2 separate regions of the Mus musculus genome follow, and region 2 is linked to region 1. Evidence: chromatin contacts called from public HiChIP or PLAC-seq data. All regions are on one chromosome and are shown on one strand. Each heading gives the region's core, a stretch centred on a gene start, on an enhancer-like site or on the middle of the called end of the contact. The rest is flanking DNA. Distances are from core to core; before and after follow the strand shown.

Region 1 (5,452 bases), core at 1,786-4,285:
TAATTGTAAGTATAATTACTTTCACGTGTTTTAAAGTAAATGAGCATTTTACCTATTGACTATCCAACATGCTTGCTTTGTGTCCTAGGAGAAGACTTTGCGGTTGTACAGCAAGAAATCATTATGATGAAAGACTGCAAACACCCAAACATTGTTGCTTATTTTGGAAGCTATCTCAGGTACACTGTTCATTTCCCTTTTGAAAAACAGTAGTGGTTCCAGCACCTAACAATAAAATTGACTCGCGCCATGCAGTGATTCCTGATTCTTGCTTAGAAGACAGAATCTTTCACACGTGACCTATTATGGTAATTCTGTAACAGTGTCATCAGCATGTGACTTGGGAATTCTGGGTGTGGTTTCATTGAGGAAGCTGCCTCTACATACACCAGCTGCTGCCCCTTTCTCTTAGGCTTAAAAGAATTCAGTCAGGAGCATCTCTTCCCCGAGAATTTTTTCTTAATGTTTTGTTTATTTGTTTTTAGTGTTTTGTACTTCTGGCCTCTTTCTTTTGATTCATTTTGTTCAAAAGACTAGGAACTATAATTATTTCCATGACAGGCTTTTCCAGGTTCCAAAGTGAGCCTCTGGCTATGTTCTTAGCTCCTGTGCTGTCTTGGCAAGAGCAGGCCAGGTTCTGTGCTGTGGAAGATCCCCCAGACCTGCCTGGCTCCTCTCACTTCTGTGACACCATGACCTCATTGCTTCTTAAAGTCCTCTACCAGGAAGAGCAGAGAGTGTTTTCCGATGTTACTGGGGGAGGCCAGAGTACCTGTTACAGGCTCTGTTCTCACATGACCCACACCTGTTACAGGCTCTGTTCTCACATGACCCACATGCAGAGCACTGCTGAGCAGAAGAGAGAGAGGAGCCTGGAGTTCTGTCCCTGAATCCTCAGTTTATGTAACAAACCAGACCAGCCCTTCTCCTCACTGTAGTTGTGAGAAGCAGGGTAGGTTAGATGGCGATGGGAAAGGAACAGGAGTGGGTCAGTGCTCAGTCCTGCATGCATTCTTAACTTTAGTCAGAGTGATGGTACTTTTAACAGGGAGTGGCTCAGTAGCAGCCCAGGAAGTCTGTCTCAGCACCTGTCCATCTGGTGGGCTCAGCAGGGCAGTTACTGTGGGCTTGAGAAGCCGTCTCCTAAAATCCGTTAAGTTTATGGTACTCAGTGATTGATTCCAGATACAGGAAAAAGCGCCACTCCAAAACGCCTCTTTTGCCTGTTGCTTCCTAGGGCAGGCTGGTCTTGTAAGGAGAGCAGTTGTGCTTCCCTGGGACATGGGTCTTAAATCCTGTTTGTCAAGCAGTGTACAACATACGAAGCCAAAGCTACTTATTCGATACCCTTCATGTGGTAAAACTATCGTATGTTGAGTGGAAAGGTCAGAATCCTGGCTTCCATCAGTAGTTAACATGTGAGTTATGGCAGATTTTTTAGTCACTTAGTGTCCCCATTTCCTCCTCAGTTACATGGAGGTGACAACACCTGTGGAATGGGTACCGATAAGAACAGGTGGCATGGAAAGTGTGACATTCACTGAATGTTAACGCCGCTGCCAGCACTGTCCTCAGACCATATCAGTGCCTCGGTGATCATTTCAACCCCTTGAGCATCGAGCCTTAGTACATGTTATGTCCAGCTTACAAACAAGGTGCTTGGAAAGGTCTAGCACCAAGTTTGCTTCTGTTTTATTCCTATCCAAATGTAAAGATTATAGTGAATTCTGCCCCACCCTGGACCAAATTTTAAATAAAGTTAGGGTCATTTTAAAAAATAGAACTGTGTTCCTTTAGTGCTGTGGGGATGTAACGTGAGGATGCTGCTTTAGACAGGTGACAGTTCCACCACTGGCATTGCTAATGACGACGAAAGGACGACCTGAAAGCACACAGAAGAGTAAAAAAGCAACAGCCCTTCCTTCCTTTCTGTAGTCTTTATTCCTGATTAAGTATGGACTTGGACCAAAGAGGAGCCATGGAATCCTAAGAATTAGGTTTGTATTGTGTTCAAGCTGGAAAGGACAGAGAGATCTTGTCATGCAGCCCACTCTTTCAGAGATGAGAAATCAGGACGTAATAGAATCCTTTCTTCTTGAGGCTCAGTTGCTTGTTCCTGGCAGGATGTAAGCCTGGCTCTGCCTGTTCCCTCACTGAGGCCTCTTTGGCCCACAGTACTTACTACCCAGCTCCAGAACTCCAAATGCAGCCAGCTCATTTTATAAAGGTCAAGGGAAGGGGTTTGGGGTTTGATGCACCCCCCCGCTCCCTAATATTGTCACGGGTTCTTTTGGTGTTGCTATTACTGTGCATTATAACAGTATTTGACAAACAGGTGCAGAAGTGAGGTGTGCTTTAACGACCTGCCCCGAGGGATCAGGAGCAGCCCACCAGTCTTCTTAGTAGATGCGTAGTGAATATTTAAGGTCTAGAACCCACTTTATAGCAGGCTGTCTACACTCACTTCATGAGGAGGTCCTGACTGAGTTCCCATAGTGCTGAGTACTCGATGTTCTCAACAAGATGAAGCATTGGTGTGAAGTCCAACAAGGTCCACACAGGCTAAGCTTTCCTCTGGTGACTTAGATTAACTAATAGCATGCTGCATGTTTAATGCATATTTTCTGAATATTTGTGTTTCTCTTTAAAAAAAACACCAAAGACTTATCCTTTAACCCCATTAGAGCCAAGGATAATTTAACTCCCAGGTCCTTCTAACATTTTTTTAGACAGAAAAAGACTAAAGTTGTCACTGTTAGTCTACAGTTACCTTTGAAGCGTACCTTTGATTTTGAAACTTACTAGATACCGAAGAGTGGAGAAGGCAATAGAGTTCTTTGTGTAGATCCTTCCCTCGCCTGTCCCCAGTGTGAACACAGCCGCACGGTATCAGTGAGATCAGGCCCCGAGCGTCAGACTGATGCCTTGGCACGCCTTCCACTTCATTTGGGTCTCATCGGTTTTCTGCTTGTGTGTTCAGATTGCAAGGGCATTGGGACTTTGGAGAACTCGAGGCTGTACTGAGGGATGCTAGAGTAAACGGATCGCTTTCTAGTCCCTAGGGAGAGCACGCTGGGTGGGACACCTGCCCTTATGCTTTTGAGCATCTATTTAAAAATGAATCAGGATTTCAAATTTGCCTGAGTGAATTAGCCCATATGAAAATATCTAGTGCTCGTTGACCTTTGTAGTTGCACACTGGTGACTTAGGATGAAGTTGAATCACTTTGTGGATGCAGTGGTGCAGGGATTGCTGGACCGAGGCCTCTCCCAGGGGGACGCAGCTGAGTGTGCTCTTCCAGCAGCAGGACCACACTTTTGTTTTCCTGTGTTTGTGAACAATGTATAAACCACACAAAGCTTATTGTTGTTAAATCTGTGGGATGTGGGAAGATGAAAAAATATGTTTTAGGAATAAGACTTTGAGATCAATGTAACAGTTGTTAGAACATTGTTTCCCTATAAATTCTTATAAACATCAGCCTGGAGATTAAAATAGTGGCACACATTTACTTTTATTTTTTTTATATTTATTTATTTATTTTTGAGTAAGGAAATTTTACAAAATAAGAGAAGGCTTCTAAACATTTATTGAGGCAGGACATCAATACTGGATCATTTAACATTGATCTTGTGGTTACTTTTATTTTAATTTAGATGCCTAGCCACAAAGACCCATATAATTTGTTGACCTGAGTCAAATGGGCCCATTGGCTCAGCCCCAGTCCTGTTGAACAGATGGTTCAGCGGTGACCTGCTGCACTGAGAGTTATCATCACAATGGAGACATTTGCGAGCAGATGGAGTCATTTTTCTAAGACATTCTGACTATTCAAGCTTTATTTATTTTTATAATAATGGATTTTAACCAAATGGAGTGTTATAAATGTTAAGCATTTTTAGCATCTTTAAGTAGTATCAGCATATATGGTCCATATTTTTTCTTTGCCTGTATAAACTAGAAAGTCACTGCATAAAGTAAATTAACACTGTATTTAAGTAAGATGAAACAGAGAATGTGGTCTTTTAAGTGGAAGACAGTGGCAGTGAATTGGAAAGACAGCAGACAACTGGTCTCCAGTTCATTTCTCTGCTGTGGAGAATTGTTTTCATACTGGATAGGGCAGGAAAAGCATTACTGCAATGGAGCTGCAGCATATGACAGGTGAGTAGGTGGTTACAAGGCAGCTCGACGCCTTCAGTGAATCTAAGCTTTAGATTTACGTAAGCTCACCCTGAACATTGGGCAGACGTGATTGTCATCCACTGTCCGTAGATGTCCTTTCTCAAATAGAGGGGACATTGAAGATGAGAGATAATCAATGATTAACTTACAAAAGGGAGAAAGACGACTTCTAAAAACTACAGTCAAATCAAATGTCAGCTTTTTCCTCAGCAAACGTCATGAATAAATTATTGATTGTGTCATCAGTGAGCACTTAAAAGTGGCAGCCAACCTGGCCTTTGTGGAAAGCAAAGCCAAATCAGCCCTTCTCGTTGGGATGTTTTTATTCTTACAAAAGAAAAGGTAATGACTTCACATTTTAAAGTTTACATTGAGTTCTTGGAATAATTTAAAGTGATTTAAATGACTGTAAGTTATAATATAAGTGAAGATCAGCCTGCAGATAGAGACATCTTTGTTAGATATTGATCCAACAAAGAATTGATAATCAGAATATATCTGGAACTCCAGGAATGGCAGGATAACGCAGTTGGCTTGCAATCACAATGACTCCAGCCCTTGAGACGGACAAAAAATACCAGGCCTGTTAGCTAACTTATAATTTCAGCGATAAGGATTCAGAGGCAGGAGAATCGCTGGGGCTTTCTAGTCTAATTGGAAGCTCAAGGTCAATGAGAGACCCTGTCTCAAAAGACGTTGACCTTATCCCCAAGGCTTGCACCCATGTTTGTCCTCTGGTCTTCACATACTTGTTCAACGTACCTGCATTAATAAAGGAAATGGAATATGGTGTTTCATTGACGCAGATAGGTGTTGGGTTCCATGGAGAATTTAAAACATGTTAGTGTAGTGACTTCTAGTTGGAAGTGCTCCTCTCACTTTTTTTAATTTTTAAATCTTATTTTATTATTTAACATGCTTGAGTGTTTTGCCTGTATGTATGTATGTATGTGTACCACATAGGTGTCCAATGCCCTCAGAGGTCATAGATCCCCTGGGGCTGGAATTATAGACAGTTGTGACCTGATACATGGGTGCTGGGAATTGAACCTATGCTCTCAATTAGGAACAAGCGCTTTTAACCATTGAGCCAGTTGCCTTCTGCATTTTGAATAAGAGCATAGTCAACTATGCTCTTAAAACATGGCTACTGAGCAGCAGTTGATATTTCTGTGGGTATATATATTTATTGATATGTACTGTATCAGAAACAACAGAAGGAATATATACATTAGCCATGGTGCTAGTCTACCCATTTCATTCATA
Region 2 (5,449 bases), core at 910-3,409, 320 kb before region 1:
CTCTCTCTCTCTTTGAGACAGGACCTCTCACTGGCCTGGAACTCACTAATAGACTAGGTAGTCTGACCAGTCAGTAAGTCTTTAGAGATGAACCTGTTCCCAGTTTCCAAGTGCTGGGAGCATAACCTTTACCATCCCATCCAGCTTGGATCTCAATCTCCCCCCGACTCCCCGCCCCTGCCCTGGTCCTTTAAAAAAACAAACAGACAAACAAAAAATATCATGGGTTCTGCAGATCAAAATTGTGTCCTCTTACACAACTCCAGGAAAATATGCCACTTTCTTTGATATTTTCTATGCAAAAACTGTTCCCAATACTAGCAATCTGAACTCAGCAACATGTAAAAAGCCATGCACCATGACCAGATGAGACACATGTCGGGAATACAAATGGGTTCACTAGACAAAGTTCAGTTTATGCAGAATACCATGTATGGACCAGAAGACAGAGATGACCTGATCATCCCAATTACACATAAAAATTATCTAACAAAACCTCCGTGAGGGATGGGGAAACGGCTCAGCAGGCCAAGGGCTTGCCCCATCAGCATGATGGCTGGAGTTCAGATCCTCAACACCTACATAAATACTGGCTGGGCGTGGCAGCCCATCCTAGTCCCAGGAGAAGCCCAGAGAGAGAGAAGGTCCCCAGAGCAAGCTGACTAGCTGATCTGTTGGAACAGGCACGTTCAAGTATGGTGCTCTGCCTCAGTATCTCAGATGCAGAGTAATTTATGTGGATGGCCAACATCAAGCCCTGGTTTCTACCCGCATCCACATATACTTGTTCCTCCACAAGGGGAGATAGAGATATACCAATACACCACACACATACACATATAAAAGTAATCCAATTGACATTCACCAACGACCCCAGGAATAATTATTCCACTAAACAAAAAATGTCTGAAGTTCAGAGGTTGAGGAATTAGCCTAGGCCACAGTACAACGACATAAGCAAGTCTTAATGTGTGTGTGGTTAGACAAACTGAATTCTTTAACTTTTAGAAACTGGTGCTAATTCTACAGATTTCTACAGTTATTGCTATTCTAAAGTAAAACGGTCAATTCGATATGAAAAATCGATTTTTTTTCCAATTCAGTACCAACGTGAGCACTTTTGGAAACAAAGCTGCTTCCTGGCAGAGGGCTGTGTCTGTCTCCATTTTCCACACCTGTCGATACATTTCATTTGGGGATTAGACCAGCTACATGGCTGACTCCATGGCTTCCCCACCTGCATCTCTTAGAAGCTGCCTCATGCTGGTGAAGAGGTACGGAATTGGGAAAACAAAACAAAAACCAGCTTTCTCAGACTCAGAGATGGTTTGCCTAGAACGACTTCTGCACTTAAGACACTGTGTGCTCCCTTAAACTACTCTAAACATCCCTGGGACTGATTCTCTCCTCTGTGCCTTCATAGTACCACGCAGTCCCCCAGGAGGCAGGGCTACAGGAAGAGGGCAATCGCCTGGCCGGTGCTCTGCTGGAGTGAGACCCGAGGCTAGCAGCGCAGACATCACCAGACACACTTCATATCCCTTGGATCTTAGTCTAATTGCCAAGGACGCTGATCGAGCATCAGAAGGTGGAAAGAGAGGGAGCAGATCTGACGAGCAGCACTCAAAAGTCTCAAAGATCAGAGGTCTGGTGGGGAAGCTCTGATATCCTAAGCTCGGTATACAAGAAAATGTCCTATGTTCCCAGTGCTCCACTCCTGGGGAAAAAATGATCAGAGAGACTCCGGACTTTGGAGAAAGAGTGTGTGAAGGACGGATCCGAGGCCAGCCACAAGACTTCCGATCTCCTTCTCTTTAATACGTGTTCTACCGCCACAGCACAAAGTGAGACAGATTTGAAGAGGAAAGTGTAATTATCAGGGTTTGGCTTCCCACATCCCAAGCATTAAGCCAATAAAAACGACACAGAAAAAGACCTGCTGGTGCTGGGTGGCTCACCAAAGCTATTGACTCAGAAAGAAAGACATGGACGGACAGTCTACATGGGTGAGCATGAATTCCCTGTGGTGATGGTAAGGAGTGATACCGGCAAAATCCACTAGGAGGCGTTAGACCCCAGTGCTCTCAAAGCCACACAAGCAAACTCTGAAATCAACCTTGCTTTCTGGGCTCAGAAAGGACGAATCTGGCGCTCTGCAAAGGAGCACAGAAAGCATGAGCTCATAGCACCAGATGGCATCGCACAATGAGGGGAAAAAGCATGCAGGGGGCTGAAAAGAACAAGCCGTGGTCTATATTTGGTGAATAATTAGCTTCTTACAGGGCCAAGTAAAGCCACTTTAAGGATGCTAAAAAACCATAGAATAAGATATATAAATAAATACATCCTACTGGATGAGGAATGGAGCCTTTGGTCTGGTGAATCGTTGCTGTTTCTACTGCTGACAATAGTGAACTAGCCCCACAGCTAGTGAGTCGCGGGGACACACGGGGAGGTTAAATAAGGGAGAGACATAGCAAGTATGAGATACTACAAAACTCACAGTAATTCAACACTGAGACGTCATTCAGGCTTCGAACCTGGGCAGAGAGACAGGACGTGGGTTTGAATTACAGCTGTGTAAACTTAGCAAATCCTTTAACCTGCGCCTGAGTTCCCTCTCTTATAAAAGCAGAGGTCTGATGGCATAGACTCTGTAGGGTTATTGTGAAGGGCTTAGCCCTTTATAAACCTCAATGCTGGACTGTGAGTCATCTCTTGGCAAATGCTCACATTCATTAGACAGAACCACTGCCCCATACCAGGAGGCTGGACCCTAAATGGCCATCGCAGATTAGCTCATGTGTACAAAGGGATAAACAGAACCATGCAACAGTTGCCCGGGGCAGTGATCCAACCACTGGTCCCTCTTGCCTGTCCACTCCTGTCTTCTGTGCAAGACTCCCAGCACTGGGCTCCTGCAGAGATTGCCAACTAACGTCGATATCACTCTTCTCTCAGACAGCAGGCCACATGTGTGCCACCGCTGGTCTAATCTGCTTTGTGATCACGTACGGTGTCTGGGGCCTCAGTAATCCCTGAGAGGTCTGGAGAGATGGGCTCAGAGATAGGTTCGGTGGCTAAAAACACGGGCTGCTTTTACAGAGAACCTGGGTTTGATTCCAAGCACCCATGTGGTGACACATAGTCATGTATAAAACCACTTCCAAACGATCTAGTAGCCTCTTTTGGTCTCTGAGAGCACCAGGCACACACATGGAATACAGAGAAACATATAGGCAAGACACATACACATAAAATCCTTCCTTTAAAAAATAAGTTAAATGTAATTTGAAGTCATCTTCCTGTATTTTGCAGTATCATGTTATATTGCTTTTTACTTTTTTTAAGATTTGTGTGCTTTTATTTATGTGTATGATTGTGTTGCCTACACAAATGTATGTGCACTATGTGTCTACTGCCCAGGAAGGCCAGAAGGGGGAACCAGATATCCTGGAACTTCAGTTACTGGTGTGGTGAGCCATGGCCTGGGTTCTGGGTTCTGGATTCTCTGGAAGAGCAGTATGGGGCCATCTCTCCTGCCCCCACTATATTTTTTACAACTCTCATTTTGAGAGAGGATCTCTTTACATAGGCCTGGTTGGCCTGGAGCTTGCTGTTAGACCAGGCTGGCCTCTGCCTTCCAAGTGCTAGGATTACAGTTATGTGCCACTATTCCCAGCTTACGTGGGATTTAAATTAGTGGCTGTGAGAGTTTTACTTGCCATAATAGATGCATTTATTTAAAAATAAAGTGCTTGGCACATATAAGCATTATGTACTTATTTATTACATAGCTTTAGTGTTCGGCCAATATGCCAACTTTCCAATTTTGACAACTGAGAGAGAGAGAGAGAGAGAGAGAGAGAGAGAGAGAGAGAGAGAGAGAGATCTCATACTCCCTCAGTGCATGATATTAGGGTTTCTGTGTATCATATCACACCGTGAGAACGTGTGAATGGCTTCCCATTGACTGGAATCTCTGTAGCCCTACCTTACTGACCCTGAGAATAATTCCCAGAGGCCACTTCTGTCCTTAAAAGTATTCCATGGCAGTGCTGTGCCTGTTTCCATGACCCTCCTATTCCTACGGTGCTTGCCTTCAATTCTTCCCAAACTCAGTTCTGTCTTCTTGAGCTCATGCCTTGGTTGCCGAGTTCTGACTTTGGTCTTTTCTGGTGGGTCAGAGAGTCACCCTCTCCGCTCATGACTCAACTCCCTTATAAGCAGACGCTATGGCTTCTTTGTCAGAGCGCGGCATCTCTCAGATAAGTCTGGAAAGGGTAAAATAACAGCAAGGCCTCCGACACTTGAGAGCCTCTCGATGGCAGGTCACGACAGTATGCACTCTTCCTAAAACACTTAAGGGTCACTTGGAATTCCATAAGTGGCCCATGGGCAGAAAGTAAAGGACTCTTTGTTTCTTTAAAGCTCTGCCAGCACACACCCCAGTTTAAAGGGGGAGATCGGCCCTAGGGTTACAGGTCAGGGCAGCGGCTATGTTCTTGTCAGAGAGACTTCATCTCAGAGGGAAGCAGGTGTTAAGCAGATGAAAGAAATGTCCCCTTGTCGCTCCCTTTATCAAGAGCTGACTTGAATTGAATAAGCCAAGTGCAGTAAACTGGGCAGCTTCTACTGACTAGAAGAGCCTTGGCCAGCTGCAAGCACCTTCCGAGGGCAAACCCGTCCAGTCTACGTACTGAAAGGAGGATACGCAAGCTGAAGGGGTAAATATGAGTAGGATTGTCCAGAGGGAAGAGATGCCACGTGCTACACAATTCCAAACTTCCTAAGAGTCATATTAAAAAGTAAACAGGGGAATTGACTTTATTGTTATGTATAGACATATAAGCATAGCATTTTGATCTTCTGTGTGTAATTTGTTTATTTCTATTTGAGGTGTATTGGTGTTTGAGCTGCATGTGTGTCTGTGTGAGGGCATCAGACCCCCTGGAACTGGAGTTGCAGGCAGTTGTGAGCTGCCACGTGGGTGCTGGGAACTGAAAAGTCAATGTTCTTAACCGCTCATCCATCTCTTCAGCCACAATTTTGCTTTTTTTTATTTTTTTAATACAGAATCTCATATAGCCCAAGGATGGACAGAACTCCTGACTCTCCTGTTTTCACCTCCCAAGTGCTGGGTGGGACGACAGGCACACAAGACCGTGTCTAGTTCTATGTGGAGGGGGATCAAGCCTGGAGCTTTGTGAATGTTAGGAACATATCTACCAACTGAAGTATATTCCCATTTAATATTTTAAACATATAATCGACACTTTGAAACTTCTTAATGCCATTTTGATGTATTCTTCGGTCAGGAAGTCTCTCTCTCTCTCTCTCTCTCTCTCTCTCTCTCTCTCTCTCTCTCTTGCTCTCGCTCTCGCTCTCTCTCTCTCTTTTAGAGGAGTTTTGGTTCAGGTGCTCAGCATCCTGTGTGGCTGACAGTCAT

The links. HiChIP or PLAC-seq counts read pairs in DNA pulled down with a chosen protein or histone mark.
Region 2: an H3K27ac HiChIP or PLAC-seq map of VIP interneurons shows a contact between it and region 1, with 5 times the contacts expected there. The contact joins two enhancer-like sites. A contact is called at or near these places in 1 of 15 datasets of contacts at CTCF or cohesin (the NIH/3T3 cell line), 10 of 484 Hi-C or Micro-C datasets (B cells, Sertoli cells, bone marrow-derived macrophages and 6 more), 8 of 115 datasets of contacts at active chromatin or transcription factors (VIP interneurons, astrocytes, bone marrow-derived dendritic cells and 4 more) and 3 of 9 other capture datasets (adipose tissue, embryonic stem cells and liver).

The regions. Positions count from the first base shown.
Region 1 is chr17:80,658,719-80,664,170 of GRCm38.p6, reverse strand. It overlaps Map4k3 (mitogen-activated protein kinase kinase kinase kinase 3), which reads left to right. Exons shown (of 34, transcript NM_001290345.1): 3 at 89-179. Among named protein-coding and RNA genes, the nearest start is that of Map4k3, 67 kb to the left of the region's middle. Within about 2 kb of position 3,035, at least 22 of the 459 cell types and tissues checked have an H3K27ac peak or open chromatin away from gene starts, as enhancers often do. A contact at or near this core is called in VIP interneurons, cerebellum and oligodendrocyte precursor cells, where this site is marked.
Region 2 is chr17:80,979,236-80,984,684 of GRCm38.p6, reverse strand. The region is part of intron 1 of Tmem178 (transmembrane protein 178); the gene reads right to left. Among named protein-coding and RNA genes, the nearest start is that of Tmem178, 37 kb to the right of the region's middle. Within about 2 kb of position 2,159, at least 68 of the 459 cell types and tissues checked have an H3K27ac peak or open chromatin away from gene starts, as enhancers often do. A contact at or near this core is called in VIP interneurons, cerebellum and oligodendrocyte precursor cells, where this site is marked.